Regions from separate parts of the Zea mays genome. Here region 1 is linked to region 2. A link is a contact called in public Hi-C data. All regions are on one chromosome and are shown on one strand. The core of a region is the stretch at or near the end of the contact, and the rest is flanking DNA. Distances in the headings are between cores, read along the strand shown.

What was found. A called contact is a pair of places that touch in the nucleus more often than the background predicts.
Region 1: a Hi-C map of ear shows a contact between it and region 2, with 3 times the contacts expected there. The contact joins the promoter of LOC606484 here to the promoter of LOC100275405 in region 2. A contact is called at or near these places in 3 of 25 Hi-C or Micro-C datasets (ear and leaf).

What each region holds. Positions count from the first base shown.
Region 1 is chr6:157,470,774-157,475,893 of Zm-B73-REFERENCE-NAM-5.0, forward strand. LOC606484 (deoxy xylulose synthase 1) reads right to left here and starts at 3,183. Exons shown (of 8, transcript NM_001164333.1): 1 at 3,058-3,183; 2 at 2,676-2,975; 3 at 2,108-2,530; 4 at 925-1,198; 5 at 494-801; 6 at 58-339. The coding sequence starts at 3,183.
Region 2 is chr6:157,124,822-157,130,004 of Zm-B73-REFERENCE-NAM-5.0, forward strand. LOC100275405 reads left to right here and starts at 2,525. Exons shown (of 2, transcript NM_001328158.1): 1 at 2,525-2,630; 2 at 2,815-3,141. The coding sequence starts at 2,624. The coding sequence ends at 3,011. It overlaps mbd120 (methyl binding domain protein 120), which reads left to right. Exons shown (of 2, transcript NM_001362800.1): 2 at 273-964. The coding sequence ends at 806.

The DNA of each region.
Region 1 (5,120 bases), core at 1,933-4,432, 350 kb after region 2:
AAGATCCCCGATTGATAAAAAATGAGTAAAAGACACCATCGATCGATGTATACGTACCTCGAGGGGAGTGCCTTTGTAGTTGGGCGGCAACGGGACGCCAACGCCGTTGCCTCTCGGGTAGCGGAAGCAGGACGGGCGGTCGTCGATGGCCGCGGCGGTGGCGACCATGTGGCAGAGCTCGGCCTCGTCGGACGGGGCCATGACGACCATGTTGGGCAGGCAGGCCATGTACGCGACGTCGAACGCACCGCAGTGGGTCGGCCCGTCCGCGCCGACCAGCCCGGCCCTGTCCATGGCGAACCGCACCGGTAGCTTCTGCAGATCGACGTCGTGCACGACCTGCGCCACCACCCACACGGCCACACCGGCCCATCGGCGACGTGCGTACGGCGTCAGTCGAGGACCGCGCCCGCACAAAAGAAGAAAACGATCGAGTAGCAGCAAGCAAATGCGAAGAACGGCCCGGCCGGCGGGCACACGGCAGCGTGCGCACCTGGTCGTAGCCGCGCTGCAGGAAAGACGAGTAGATGGCGCAGAAGGGCTTGAGGCCCTCGCAGGCCAGGCCGGCCGCGAACGTGACGGCGTGCTGCTCCGCGATCCCGACGTCGAAGCACCGGCTCGGGAAGCGGCGGAGGAAGTAGTTGAGCCCCGTGCCGCCGCCCATGGCCGCGTGGATGGCCACGATCTTGCTGTCCTGCTCCGCCTCGGCGATGAGCGCCTCGGCGAAGTAGTTGGTGTAGGACAGCGTCTTGGCGGGGGACTTGAACTGCTTCCCGGTCGCCGGATCAAACTTGGCGACACCTGCACGCACGCACGCATCAAACAACAGAGCCAAGATGACGCACAGATTCCGGTCGGGGTACGATCTGTGCTGTGCAACAGGCAAACAGTGGCACATATGCTAGCTCATGTGGTGCGTTGTACCGTGGTACTTGTCGGCGGCTCGCTCGGCGTAGGGGTAGCCGCGGCCCTTCTCGGTGACGACGTGGATGAGGACGGGGCCGGTGGTCTTGGTGCTCTTGACGTCGTTGAGGATGGTGATGAGGTCGTCGATGTTGTGGCCGTCGACGGGGCCGATGTAGTAGAGACCGAGCTCCTCGAAGAGCGAGGAGCCGGGCCCGCTGATCATGCCGCGGGCGTACTCGTCCACCTTCGCCGCCAGCTCGTGCACTGAGCCACCGATCTGCTTCGTCACTCCCTGCACAAGCACAAGCACGCACGCCAGCGATCGGTCAGAGACTCAGAGCTGCAAACCTGGGCCGCCCATTCCTTCCACAATCCTTGTCGGCCCAACAAGAATGGGCCGGTCAAAACCTAGCCCAGGTAATATTATGACCAGTCCAGTAGAAGATGAACCAATGTCAGTCAAACTTGGATACAGCTCGAGTAGCATGATAAACTATTTCTAGAGTCAACTTGCTGCGACCTGAGATCCATCATCCATGCTTTGAGTAGCTTTGTTTATACAAAGTTTGCCTAGTAGTGGGCATTACTCGAATCTACGGACTGTTGCTAGAATGCTAGCTCGTATACGCTTCGTCATCGGCCTTTCTGGTGAACATGTGTCCATGCATGCCCCCTAGAAGCAGATTAGTGCACGTCACTCTGCATCTGACGCAGCCTATTTTGGCATGTTCGCTAAGACTAAACAAGTTTCATTCAGACGCTTTCGTGCAGTAGATTCAAGAAGCTCCATAGCTCGCGTCATGTACGTCTGCTGCTGCCCGATGACTGTTGACAGTTTTCCATTTAATTCCAAAGGCAAGGTTATTTATTTATCTTAATGATTTGATAAAAAAATATGTGCAACTATAGGAATTACTACTAATCAAGATTCCAGAAAATCTACGCGCTTCCGTGAGAACGAGGACAGTCTGGAAATTTGACGTGTTAGGGCTTGTTCGGTTAGCTCTCAATCCATGTGGATTGAGCGGGATTGGATGGGTTTGAATCCCAAACAGCTCAAACTTCTTCATAATTTTTTCCAATCTCATCCAATCCATGTGTATTGGGAATAACCGAACAAGCCCTTACGTGGCGCTTGCCTAACCGGCCGGGCTGTCAAGAGGGTGATGTAGCGTCCCATCCAAGGTTTGTGCGGACGTACCTTGGCCACCTCCCTGAGCTCCCTGAGCGGCCTGCTTGACTGCAGCTTGCTGAGGGCGCTGCTGAGCGCGCCCACGGGCGGCACCGGCCCGTCGAGCGTCGCCGTGGGCAAGGACACCTGCTTGTTGTCGTTGAGGATGACGATCATGTCGGAGTCCAGGTACCCGGCGTTGTTCATGGCCTCGTACGCCTGCCCGGCCGTCATGGCGCCGTCGCCGATCACCGCGACCACGTTGTTCTTGCCGCCCTTGAGGTCCCGGCCCACCGCCATCCCGAGCGCCGCGGAGATGGTGGTGGAGCTGTGGCCCGTGCCGAAGCTGTCGTACTCGCTCTCGGCGCGCTTGGTGAAGCCCGCCAGGCCGTTGGTCTGCCGCATCGTCGGCATCTTGTCGCGCCGCCCCGTCAGGATCTTGTGCGGGTACGACTGCATGCGCGCGAATCAGACAAACAAAACCCGGGTCCGGGGTGGTTAATTAGCTAGCCTGTCCGCGACCTGCCCGGCACGCTCACATGGAGCGCACGTTACCCAGAGCCATGCCGCGCGCGCGGCCCATGCCGCATCAGCGTACCTGGTGGCCGACGTCCCAGAGGATGCGGTCCTGCGGCGCGTTGAAGACGTAGTGCAGCGCGACGGTGAGCTCCACCACGCCGAGGCTGGACCCGAGGTGGCCGCCGGTCTTGGAGACGTGGAAGATGACGTCGGACCGGAGCTCGTCGGCCAGCTGCCGCAGCTCCTTCACAGACAGGTTCTTCATGTGGACGGGGTAGTTGATGGTGTCCAGCAGCGGCGTGGGCGGCCTCTGCGAGTAGTACTCCGCCTCGCGCTCCGACGACAGCGACGCCGACACGCATGCCGGCCTCCGCCGAGGCTGCACGCAGCATTGGCCATCAAACTAACCGGAACGGAACTGAGAAAATTTAGCTTGCGTACAACTGGCAGAGGAAGCTTACCTTGAGATTGATAGGCCTGGCCTGGAGCAGCTTGTTGACATGGAGCTCGACCGCCGAAGCGAAATGGGAGTCCTGAGCCGGCACACCGAGGAATCCCCTTGGGACAGAGAACGTCGACAGAGCCATTGCTTCCTCTCCTCTTCCTGCTCAACTCAAGAATGCAACAGCCTCTGCCAGTGGTGGCACTCCAACGGTTCGATCGATTTCCTCAAGAACCGACCAAAATGGTAGTGGCGAGCTTGAGCTGCGAGCTAATGGTGGCGCTGACAGTGCACAGAAGGGTGCATGAATGGCGGGCGGATTTGGGAAGTGGCCGGGGAGAGAGTGTGCGAAGGCGCCGGGGATGCGCCTATAGCAGTAGTGCGGCGGGTCCGGGGACGAGGGGATGCGGGATGCCGAGGGGAGTGTGGATGACCACGTAGGTGGGGAAGGCCATGGCCGCGCGTGTGGCTGGAATTCATTCGCCTGTGCCCAAGGACCAAGGTGCCCCTGCCCTGCCCCCCCCCCCCCCCCCCCCCCCCCCCCCCCCCCCCCTCGTCCTCCCGGGTCGAGCAACCGGCGGGAGCGAGTGAGAGCAATGGGTGTCCTACCAATGTCGCACCCCATTGGGCCAGCTCGACCAAGTATCCCGAGAGGATAATATGGGATAAGATACAAATCAAACAAATATCAATTGTGGAGAAGTGAGGTAGGAGCTGCACAAAAGTGCATAGAGAAAGGACTTTTGTCCCCGTACCTACATCTACGGCTCCCATAATTATATACCCTTTTAGACCATGTTCGGTTGCTGGTGGATAGAAGTAAATCTCTCTCTATTCAATTTTTGACTAGCAAGAGATTTAATCATCTCTAATCTCTTTTAATCTATCACTAATCGAACAAGCCCTGAGGATTTACCCAAGCCTGATTGCCCAAAAGAATACCTTTGTAAATTTGCACATCGCCACATTGAGTAATTTGTAATAACAACTCCACATGCACTTAGGACATGTTTGGTTGCTGCCCTAGAAGGAAAATAGCTGCTAGGCAACAAGTTCTAACCACAAAACACTTAAAATTAGTAGCTTGGATTGCTACATGCTGGTCAAGCAAACATAGGAGCTTGCTGCCTCTGATGCCGCTTGACATGTCTGATTCAACTTCTATAATATAATTTATTAAAATGATCAACAAACACTCTAGTTTATAAGTAATCTTGTTTAAGCTTATTTCAATTTTTGCTCCCATACATGTTTGATCCCCCTTCACTCGACCCAAATACAACAAAAAGACCCAATTTCCTTATGCAACATCACACACTATCACAACTCAAGCACTATTTATGGTAAGGACAAGTGAAATGTCATGCAACTATATATATCATCTTTGTATTTACTACATTCTTGATGCTAATCTCCTTTTTTCTTGATAATCTTCACTTTGCCACCGCTGACATCCACCTTTAGTTCCGTCAATATGCAAGCCACTTCTGTTACAAGTTATTTTTTAGATAAAGATGTTACACTTTTTTACCCTCTTCTCTCTTTTATGTTTGATTTAAAGACATGAAGGTGCATTTAATTTTAAATTTCATTATTAAGTTAACTCCTACTGCAACATCATGTTCTTCTAGAACTCGGGCACCTACAAATGATGATGCCAAGTGTCCATACCTCCATCTTTTCAACAGGGTGCATATCTTGCTCCATGGTTCTGTGAAAGGGCCTCTAGCAACTAGTTAGGTGGTCTGAGTAGCACTCGTCAGGTCATAAGTTTGACTCCCTACGGGAGAGAATTCCATGTTGGTGTCGTTCTCACATGGGCTACAGTGCCACTGTGTATGGGTATGACAGGGGTTTGGGATTTTCTCGACTTGTGTGGGAAGATCTTCTTCTTAATCCTATACCCAAGGATTGTCTTACCCCCACCGATCAAGGTTTTTTTGCTCTATGAGTCTATTCTTCTATGGCTCTATGGGTAGATAGAGTTGAGGTGGGGGTAATGTAGCATGGGCTGGTACCAAGAATCCCAAATAAAAATTAGAAGAATGTAAGGAAATGTTTTGTGACAACTTAGGTTGAAGA
Region 2 (5,183 bases), core at 1,275-3,774:
CATCCTCCTTTCTTGAAATCAGAGCATAAAGAAGATGAATCAGTAATCAGGTGGGAGTGCAACCCATGACTGCTTTCCCTCCTACCTTCCTGTCTTTCTTTATCTGATTCATTCAGCCTAGGAAAAACCATAAAATAATATTCTGCTGTGTCATGCAAACATCCCTCATAATTGTTTTTGCCATAATCATTGCTGATTAGAGTCAGATTTTATTTCTATCATTCAGAAAGATGGTATAAATTAGAAAATAACAGACCCATTTTGTTTGGCAGAGAAAACGAGGTTCTACAAAAGATTCTGTTGCCTTGTACGCAGTGCAATGCTACAAGTGCTACAAATGGCGTACTGTTCCAAAAGAAGAATTCGAGACACTCCGTGAGAACTTCACCAAGGATCCATGGTTCTGCAGCAGACGGCCAGACTGCTCCTGCGAAGACGATGCTGACATCGAGTACGACAGCAGCCGTATCTGGGTTCTGGACACGCCCAACATACCAAAGCCTCCACCAGAGACGGAGAGGCTAGTGATTATGGGCGGTGACTACACCAGAATGGACACGTATTACGTCATGCCCAATGGGAAGCGTGCGAGGTGTGCTGGTGACGTGGACAAGTTTCTGGAGGCAAATCCAGCGTACAAAAGCCGCATATCTGCTTCGGATTTCGACTTTGCACCGCCCGAGGTTGTTGAGGAGACTGTTGTTTCTCACAATTTTCTGCCTCTGCAAGGTTGCCAAGGCCAAGAAACAGGAGAAGGCAGAGAGGCACACAAAATAGGTGAAAGCAGAGAGGCATCGATGCTCTGAACTGTGCCTGTGCCCTGTGCTATGTAGGTGATAGTCCGCTCAAGATCACGTCACGTCTCGTTCCTATCTAGTACGGTTGTCTATCTCGGCTGAAGTTAATGTAGTAGGTCTTCTTGCGTGTTAATTCCTGGGGAATATATGAGATGTTTAATAATTAGTTGCTTAGGCCTTAAAACTGTGCTTCCTTAACTTTTGTTCTTCAGTCATCTCGTATATGCACGTTGTTCCCGTTAGCTAGCAGCCTAGTCGGTGACTGTGCATCTCGTTATCATAGCTAGATGTCTGTGCGCATAAAGCTTGAGCAAAATCTAACATTTCATACAGTGTAGCACAAGACAAGAAACAAATGTGTAGGACCAACAATGTATGTAGACTAGCAGCGTTGACCTGATGCTGGCATGCCAGAGAGTTCTTTCGATGATGTTGATGGTGCACTGGTCTCGCCTTCAGGCCTTCAGTTTCGTTGTCCGTCCTGAAGTTTGCCTTCAATAATCTCTTGCTCCTGGCTGATGTTTTCATTGTGACCCTACATCTTGTATGTCAATGGAAGCACGATTCTTCCGTCGGGAAAAAAAATTCTCTACGTCCTCGTGCAAACACATTCTTTTGTAGTCTCTCACATCCACCGCCTGAAAATCCACAAAACAGATTAAAATTTACAACTTAACTCATTATTAATTTGTTTTTCTTTTATTTATATGAGCCTGCAGGTAGTGGGTGTGAGAGACTGAAAATGAGTGTGTTTTGCATTCGGGATGCAAATAATTTTTTTCCTCGTTTATGCTGTCACCTACATACTGTTGAGTAATTAGACATTTTTATATTAAATTCCGAATATAAATTATGACCAACAATAAATAGTCTAGGTGTCTATTCCACAACAAGGAACTAACATGTTACATAACGGCATAATTATATAAATACAACACACATCTACCATAATAGATAAACTGAAGTATAATATCAAAGTAGATGAACTTTGAAAAAACCGGTGGTTAACCAAAACCACGTCTCGGTGGTTTCGGTAAACCGAACGATTTATCGCCAAAACCGACTGGTTTTGTAAACCTTGCTTGCAACACATAGGAGCAGTGCATGATGCATGTCTGACATAAGTGGGTGTTTAAGATTGCTCCATATTAGAACTCTAATTTGACGCTACAATTTACAATATAAATTTAAATAGTTTTTAAAAATATTTTTAATCTAAACCATAGACAAAATAATTTCTTCACTAATTTTTACAATTTTAGTTCTAAAATTTTCTGAAGCATCTAATTATCCTTCACCATAAATTGTTTTTAGAGTTAGAGCAGTTTTAAATAGGATCTAAATTAGGTGGGTTATAGGAATAGTTTTGCCGTTTGCATATCTATATTTTTTTCCTACAGGCTAGTAGATATATTTTAAAACTTTATTGTTTGAAACCTTATATTTTGAATTCAGAAACTTTATACAAGCATCTTAAAACCTTTCTACTTGAATATTTAGAACTTATGTCGCGTAGAGCACACGCGGGAGGAAAGCGAGAAGCCCCAGAACGGCTGGCCATCGGTTTATCGCATCAGTCTACTACGGCTCTTCGGAGTACAAATTATTGCAATATTGTTTTTCCCCGCGCAGAAGGTTCCGGAAGCAAGGGACGTTTCTGGATACAGGGCGTTCCGTTCTCTCCAGCTGCGTATAAATTCTGCCCCACCGTGTCATCTCCCGCACCGTCTATTCTTGGGCTGTCGGCCTCACGTTTTCCACTGCTTCCAGAGGCTTCCTCTCGAGTCCGCAGTCTCTCTTCCCTACGAAGTTCAGAAGTTGTCACAATGACTCATATCCTTGGCCACACATTGTTTTTTTTTCTGTTCCTGTTGTTCTATCGATTCTTGTAAGGGCGGGTTTTGCAGTTCGTTGCTCTTTTATGTCATGGTGGACTCGTTGTTTTTTATGTTTTCTGTTGGAACGGCGTGTTTCGGATGATGGTTCCGTTTCGTCCTTGACCTGGGCTGGGCTGCACGCGGCGACCAGAGGGAACGCGACCGGCAGAGGGCGCAGGCGCGGCGGCCCGCGGCCAAGGGGCGCGACGACGGGCTCACCCCGGAGCAGCGGCGGGAGCGGGACGCCAAGGCGCTGCAGGAGAAGGCTGCCAGGAAGGCGGCGCAGGCCGCGGGAGGCGCCTGCGCCAAGGGCGGCAAGAACACCGGCAAGAAGTAGCCGGGGTCTTTACTCTTTAGTTCGCAGGATCTGCTCGTGTTGGAAGATCTGTATTTGCCTAGATCTGGAATGCAATGCGATTTCGTGGGCGTTGTCTCGAGCAGTGCTGAAACAACGGTTCACAGTAAAATTTGTAGCAAAGATTTAAAAAGAACGAGGGCGTTGGCACTTTGCTTTGCAAGTGATCTGCGTAGCGTAACAAGGCCCGTTTGAAGGTAATTTTGTTAACAAAAGGATGGGCTCATTGACCATCAGAAGTTTACGAACATAGATAAAACCGAACACACCTCCAACAGACGCTTAGGAATGTTGTTAAAAAAACCTGGCGAAGTAAACTGACAGTAAAGAAAAAGAACCTGATGAAGTCAGCTTTCATTGATAAAGAACAAAATGCGATTTGGTTGCGCCCGCTTTCGGGTCCATGCTGGAAACATCCAGAACAAGATTAAAAAAACAAAACAAAGGGTTGATAAAAAAACAAAAGCAGAAAACATCACCTTCTAGCCTGTTATGGGTCGGTAGTCAGTGCCTCGGCTTTAGTCATACATCAGCTAGCCAAGTGGCTGTGGGCAGCTTAAAAGAGAGAGTCCTCCTTCTCTCATCAGTCTGGCTTTTGGCTCTCTTGGCTGGGCCAGCCCACGAGCGCATGAACGTCCGAAGCTGTCGAGTGTGAGCTGGGCCGGGGGCTTCCCAAGGGGTGGGATGTCAGGGGTCGGTAGTCAGTGCCTCGGCTTTAGTCCCACATCAGCTAGCCAAGGTGGCCGTGGGCAGCTTAAAAGGGAGAGTCCCCTCCTCTCATCGGCCTGACTTTTGGGATGTGAGTGGTGTGCTCTCTTGGCTGGGCTAGCCCACGAACACATGAACGGCCGAAGCTGTCGAGTGTGAGCTGGACCGGGAGTTGGACGCTGACATGGGCGAAAGAGCAGAGGCGCACCCGCGCTAAGGAGCCGAGGCGAAGAAGGCGATGCAGTTGCTTTTTCATCCACGCCTTGCATTTTCATCCCCCTCCACTTCCCGTTCGAATCCGCGTTCGACCACCACATCCCAGCTCCACCTCCCCCTCGGGCCGTCGCATCCTGTTCCGACCCGACCCATTTTCTACATTTAACCCGCCTGTTTTCATATTTTTGAAAAAAACGGGTTCGGGACGGGTTACGGGTTGGAAGGTCTGCGGGGTCGGGACGGAAACGGGAAGTACTATTTTCCGATTGGATTGTCAGGATCCCGTATTCGGTCGGGATATTTCCGGATTTAACCCGGATACAACCCGAAGTGGTCATCTGTCAGCCATCTCTCCCACTAGGCCCAAAGCGGTCAAGCCCAATAGGCCTCCACAGACCACGGCTCCACTGAATTGACTCGGCAGTCGGACGCCGCACGGCACGGACACAGCGACACCGGGTGGTTGGGGCAGCCGAGCTGCTGCTGATTGACGTTGGTGCCTTATGACGTGTGCCTACGGTTTGTTTGAAGCTTTTATGCATTTAATAGCTATGCTACATACTACCATATTTACTACGTTCAAGGCACAAGTGCAATAACAAGGATTACTTGCTGCTACCTATCATTTGCAAATACTTATACACGTATATTCTAAAATATAGGATCAAGGTCAGGATAGTGATTCCCAATTCATGAATGAAGATGGCGGGCTGTGAAGAAATCTTATTTTTTCTGTTGTTCAGTGGCTATGTGGTCATATAATCATGTGGTAATGTGGACTTATTTTCTCGTTGTTTAGTGGACTATTGAATTTGGACTATGGCTACAACACCTTGTGAGTGCTTGTTTCCGGTTAATTTTTTCCGTTGAGGTAAATTCCGTCCGTTTTCGGTTAATTTTCCGCCGTTTTGGTTCGTTTCCGTGAACCCGTATAAACCCGACCGACTTTCGTCCATGGTTGTTCCGCTCCCGAACCCGTTTCCGATGATGAATTGCGGGAGCGGAAACGGGAGAAGAGTTTTCCGTCCGTTTTCATCCCTATTGCTTCTTCAGCGATAGTGCATTCAGCCATACTGCGCCTCCTCTAACTCCGACAGGAACCAGTTGTCGTCTTCCTCTATCTCTATCTGACCTCATCTCTACCCCACCGCCGTCCGTGCCTTCAGAAGGCGTTCCCGGTTAGGGATGGCAACGGGCCGGCTATAATAAATACCCGCGAAAAATTCCAGA